Regions from separate parts of the Oryzias latipes genome. Here region 1 is linked to region 2. A link is a contact called in public Hi-C data. All regions are on one chromosome and are shown on one strand. Each heading gives the region's core, a stretch centred on a gene start, on an enhancer-like site or on the middle of the called end of the contact. The rest is flanking DNA. Distances are from core to core; before and after follow the strand shown. Region 1 overlaps agrn (agrin). Region 2 holds the start of agrn (agrin).

Region 1 (2,760 bases), core at 54-2,553, 150 kb before region 2:
CACCAGTGAGGCGCTGATGACCTCTGCGCACCTCGCCGCTGTTCAAGCCTGCTCTAGTCTGCTAGCTGCTCTAGCAGGTTACACAAAATGAAACACACATCGTTACAACCCAACAAAAACAGAAGATCGGATTATACTGCAGAAAAGATTTTTCCTCTTTTACCGACCTGTCTTCTAGGGGCCAGGGGAGAAAGTGAGGGGTAAGGGGGGGGGGCGGGCTGATTTGAATGCAAACAGAGGCTGATTTGGATTTGAAGCTCAGTCTCGGCGGGGCGTTAGTGCAGATAAGCCTCCCTACTCAGTCAGACAAGCAGACAAATTGCACGGGCGAATGTGATCAGTGTAACAAGTGAAGAAAGTAAAAAAAAAAGGAATAATATACAGGAATAAAAAGTGCGAACCACAGCAGACCTCAGGGAGCTCATCCTCCCATTATTAATATGAAAGGTGGCAAAAAAAGAGGCGAAAGCGAAGGAAGACAGTGGAGTTTTCTTCTCCAGATTCAAACGCCTGTTGCTGCCAGTGAGACCGCCTCCTGACTTGAAGGAGCCGAAGAACGCTCCGTTAATGAGAGGAGGGGACGCAGATGAACCGACAAAAGCAGAAAGTGACAGAACGGCAGCATTTGTTCAGTTAAACTAACAAAAACTTTGCTTTGTGGTTAATTATGGCTGCTGCACAGAGCTGCCAAAAAACTTTGATTCACATTTTCACAAAAAATATCAAGATTTATTGTAAAAAAGGAAACTTTATTTTAATATAAGACAACCGATGGACTCAACTGGATTTGTGATGTAAAGTTAAATGAAACCATGATCTTTTATTTTTGAACATTTCCAAAAACGTTGCTTTAAGACTTTTTTCAGTTAGTTTTGTTTTTTTCACACAAGTGAAAATAAATATTTCCTATTTGTGTTTTCAATCAAATGATTCTAATCTACAAAAGTGTTTGGGGGCTTTTGAGTTACACGAGTATTCAGATTCATTTTACGCAAAAACGTAATCCTAAATTTGAATTGTTTGTTTTTCTGAGCAGAAATATTGTCGCCTCCACAGTTTCAGAAAAACCAAAACCTGAAGGAACAGAAAGGATGTGGTGGAAAACAGAGCTGTCACTGCGGTGGACAGCAGGTCTCCGTCTGCTGGAAGATTCATTCAAACATCTGTTGTCTATCTGCCAACGAGGGAGGGGGGGGGTGCATGTGCTGCAGCACATCCAGAACCAGTCCACAAACATCGGGTAAAGTCGTGTTGGAATTAGGACACGGAGCCATCAAGGGTGGGGGGGCCGCTGCTGCTGCTGGGGGCCCCACAGTTCAGGCATGTGAAGTCGACACATGGGGGGGGGGGGGGGGGGGGATCAAGCGTCTGCTACAGCTGCTCTTTCCAGAACTCATGAATCATCAGAGAAGAAACAGGGAAAGAAAAAACTGAAGTCCGTCTTTGAAGGATCAATTCAGTTCTGCGTCGTTTGCCCTCAGCTTCACCCCACACCCCCACAGGAAGGTGGAGAACCTCAGCGATCTCCTGCAGCTTCAGGGACGACATCTGAGGAAAATGTTAACAAGACGCCGACAGAAACTCAGCACAGGGACGAGGACGGAGCGCCCCTCCCCGATGCTTCTTCAGCAGGAATTTAAATTCAGGAAGAGTCCAGAGAACCTGAGAAAACGTGAAATAAAACATCTGCGTCCAGATGCTTCTCAGAAACGCTGCTCCAACAAATGACTTCAGTTTGTTTGTGTTAAGTATAAGTGCAGCACTTGAATGCTGGGGGGGGTTCAGGAAGATCACAGCCATCATCTCCTCCTCCTCCTCCTCCTCCTCCTCCTCCACCCCCAGGAGGAGGAGCTGATCTCTGTTTGCTGCAGCGGTTTATTAAAGCTTCATTAGGGACAGCAAGTTGTCAGCGGCGTGCTGACTTTACTTGGCGCCCTGCTGCCAGAGCCCCTCAATGACCAGGGAGGACGTGTGCACGAGCACGCCCGTGCACGTCCGTGCACGCTCTACAGCAGGGGGAGCAGAGGAATTCTGCAAACATTCTGATAAATATTTCTCCATGAGAATCTTTGCAGGAGTTTGTAGTATTTCTGCGGTTGGAGGGTTATCATGGCCTGAAACCATTTTCCAGCAGCTGAAAACCCTCTCAAATGTATTTTATCAACCTCCTTTATGTTTAAAAAGTGAAAGAACTCTGTGAAACATCACGACTGCAGAAGAACAGAGCAGAGAGGAGATCTGCACAGAAATGCACTTCAGAGAGCTGACGGCTAATTTGATTCTGGATTTTAGGGTTTATTAATAAAAACCCGGACAGTTTCTGATAAAGATGCTTATGCAAGCGTTACTTTTACAAATCTCGGATGACTCATACGTTTGTTTTTAAAAGGTCAAATTTTGTGCTACATAAAGTTTTGGGCAGCAAAAAGTTGGTTTTCCAGAAATCTGACTGAATGTCTCCCAGATCGGCACTTCTGTGCTGAAGGTCGCCCACCTCCACCTGCCTGGACGGGACACACAAGCGCCTGTAGGACGTCCACACAAACACTCCGATTGTCTCCTGTTCTCGTTTCTAACAGTCAGGCTGCAGTGAGGAGCGTGCACGTTTCACTTGAACAGCTCTTTGTTCAGTCTGCAGGATTTGGCGGGGCTAAAAAATGAAAATATCTATACACCATGCCTGCGTCTCGCGTACTTCCCCCTTACATGTTATATAGGTGTTCACTACGACCTGTCGTAGAAAACACGTAGAAAGAAATG
Region 2 (3,105 bases), core at 123-2,622:
GAGCGTGTTTTGAGGCACAGATAAAATGATCACATTGATGGAGTTTTCAGGCTGGTGGTGATGTGAATGAAAGTCTTCCTGCAGACGGGTGTCACACTGATAGCAGCGTCTCTCTGCAAACATGCAGTGAGCGTGCCCCCCTCCACCACACAGAGTAGCACCATCACTTCTCCACATGCTAGACGTCTGAAAGCGTGAACCGTTCGCCCTCGGCTGACAGGAACACGGGCGCAGGGCAGACGGGGAGCCGACCAGACACCGCTTGTTTAGTTTTCCCGGATTATGGTCTTTGCGACCCACCGCAAAGACCACAAGGCCACTGCAGGGGAAAATTTCATTTCTCAGGAAGGAGGAAGGAGGTTCTCTGACTGAGGACAAGCAGACTCTGAGTCTGGAGGGACTCAAACCAACGGACCATGTCCGTTCTGAGGGTTTCTATGACAGCACGCCGCCACTTCTTTATTAGCGTCTTGGCAGCAGCTTTTAGATCTTCTTGGATCTGCCCGACAGGAAAGTAAAACTACATTTATAGCTGCAGAGAGTTGGAGCGTCCAACATGACGTCACAACTCTCAGGTTTGGATGTCAGGAACAAACTCAACCTGATGCAGGAATCTCATCCTGGACACTAGTCAGGGGCCACCGAGGGCCCCGCTTCTAGCAGCAGCATGTTTGGGATGATTACATGGTCGGCTGGGCCTGCCTTGTAGCCGTGGTGGGGGGTGGGGGGGGGTCTATCTTGTGAAGGCAGAGGATTGTGGATGAATGAGTTTAGACAAGTGTTGCTCAGCAGAGATGCTGATGATGGCCCCGCGCGCCTCCTTCTAAGCTGTTTTTAAACTTTCCTCGCGCCCCAAACTGCTTACCTTGCACGAGTACGTGTGGTGCACCGGGTCCACGTTGATAATCTCGTCCACGGTTCCGGTCAGAACTACGTTGGCTTCCTCCTCGCGGTCCTCCAGCTCTCTTTCCGGGCAGCTCGCGGCGCAAAGCTGAAGCAGCAGAGCCACGAGTAGCCCCGCGCGGAGCAGCGCCGCGCGCCCGCTCCGCGGAGTCCCCTGGGAGCCCATGACGGACGAAGCACGTGAGAGGAAACTTTCTCAGGTGAACCTGCCCGCTGCACGCGCCTGAACTCTCGGCGTGGCTTTCAAAACGTCGCTCCCACTTCCGGCGTCTCCTTCTCCTGCCGCAGCAGCGCTCCAAGCATCCACAGCCCGGGTCAGAAATCCCTCTCTGCCGCCGCCGGCTGGAGGACCAGGAGGAAGAGGAGAAGGGAGGAAGGGACTGGGAACTCTCTCTCTCTATCTCTCTATCTCTCTCTCTCTCGAGGAATGCACGCGCACGGCCGATCTGAATCGCAAATCCCACAAGTGGGGGTGGGGAGTGTGTGTGTGGGGGGGAGACCGATTGTCCTACGCCGCCCCCAGTCGGAGAGACAGCGCCTGTGCGACCCCCTCCCGCAACTGACCCCCCCCACCACCACACACACACACACACACACAGCTGAGCCAACGCAGCCGCGCGCCCAAGTCCAGCAGAGAGATTTAAAGGTGATTCTGGAAGCAATGACCGCCAAACTTTCACGATTTATACCTGAGCGCATGCGCAGCAGCGTTTCAGTTAAACCCCCAGATTTTAAAGTGAGCGGCTGAGACCAGAACTCCCCCACCCACAGCAAAAAAGAAAGAAGTGATGACGTCACAGCGAGAGGAACAATCATAAAAATTAATGCGGCCAAAATCTCTTTTGGAGTTAAAAAGAAAATAATTCAAACTCCGCTAAGGGAACCTAAACGCACTTGTCAGGGATATCCAAAGGAAGTTTTTGAAATTATTATGGGATGGCCACAGGACCTACAACTTGGTGGCTATTTTGTGGTAAAATGTGAAATTTGGCGATTTTTACACGTGATCGAGTGATCTTCATAAAATGTCACACACCCTACCAGGTTAAGTCTACAACCACAACTGATGTTCTGGTGACCTTTGACCTTGAGAAGAGTCAACCATCTTAAAATAAAAAAAAAACCACTTTTAGTACCAATTACAAATTTCAACTTTGAAGGATTTCGATCTATCGCCTCTTAACTCGTCATCTTTCTTTAAATGGTGTTTGGCATGGCGAGCCTGCAAAAGTGGCGTTCATCTATTGCCCGCACATTTTTGACCACATTATTGTGAAAATTCAATACACAGATTTTGTTCTTGTTGTTTTTGAATAAACTTTATTGCACATTATGTCATTTACAAAAGTTCACATCAGGTGAAGCTCTGACCAGAGTGACAGGGGCAGAAGGGGAAAGTTAGAACGCCGCTTGTGGCTTTAGTGTAGTTCTTTTCCTTCCAAAACATCCTATATGTAAGGATCCGAGTTCCCGCATCAGAAACTAATATGCTCCGTATTTGCATGAGGTCCTTGCTCAGCCTTCAGAGACTGAGAGGATGGAGACGGTCCATCACGGCTTCCCTGGCCTCTGGCTGACTGTTTGCTTTGGTGCTCCTGGACCAACAGCCCTGTTCATAAAAAGTTCCTGTGAATGGAGAGACCACACCTCACTAAAGATCTCCTCCAACTCCCAGTGTGTAAACGCAACCATATGGCCAGTTTGTTTGAGCTCCTTCTCTGAAAGGACACATTTCCTCTCCTCTAAGCTATAATTTTTACAACCCTTCTATTCCTGGAAAAAATGATAGGCTTGGTTATCCACAGCTGCTTGAGAAGATATTTGCAGTAATTTATTCATGTCAGTCTCATCTAAATTTCATCCGAGTCAGCGCATTAAAAATAAATAATTGTTTGTCACTTTTGTAAAACGGTATAAAGTAGCTCATTTTGTAAGACAGATCACTTCCAAGATTTCATTGCTGCAGAAAATCCAACTTTTAGCTTAGTGCTAAACACTGCTAACTGCCTGCAGCAGCAGCGTCATCTTGCATTATTAAGAGTTGGAGCAGTTCCACTGAGAGGAGAAAGCAAACCTTGTAGTCATGAACAGCATTTTCATTGGCCTTCGGTCTGAAATCAGCTTTATCGTGGCGGTAATGATTGTTCTGAACACACACACTGCAAAACACAAAATCTCATCAAGTCTGTCTGCCCAGCTTCA

What was found. A called contact is a pair of places that touch in the nucleus more often than the background predicts.
Region 1: a contact with region 2 is called in a Hi-C map of fibroblasts, with 1.9 times the contacts expected there. The contact joins the enhancer-like site here to the promoter of agrn in region 2.

The regions. Positions count from the first base shown.
Region 1 is chr7:1,377,049-1,379,808 of ASM223467v1, reverse strand. All of the region lies in intron 5 of agrn (agrin), which reads right to left. Among protein-coding and RNA genes, the nearest start is that of LOC101172160, 96 kb to the left of the region's middle. Within about 2 kb of position 1,303, at least 3 of the 8 cell types and tissues checked have an H3K27ac peak or open chromatin away from gene starts, as enhancers often do.
Region 2 is chr7:1,227,803-1,230,907 of ASM223467v1, reverse strand. agrn (agrin) reads right to left here and starts at 1,372. Exons shown (of 40, transcript XM_023956309.1): 1 at 866-1,372. The coding sequence starts at 1,069.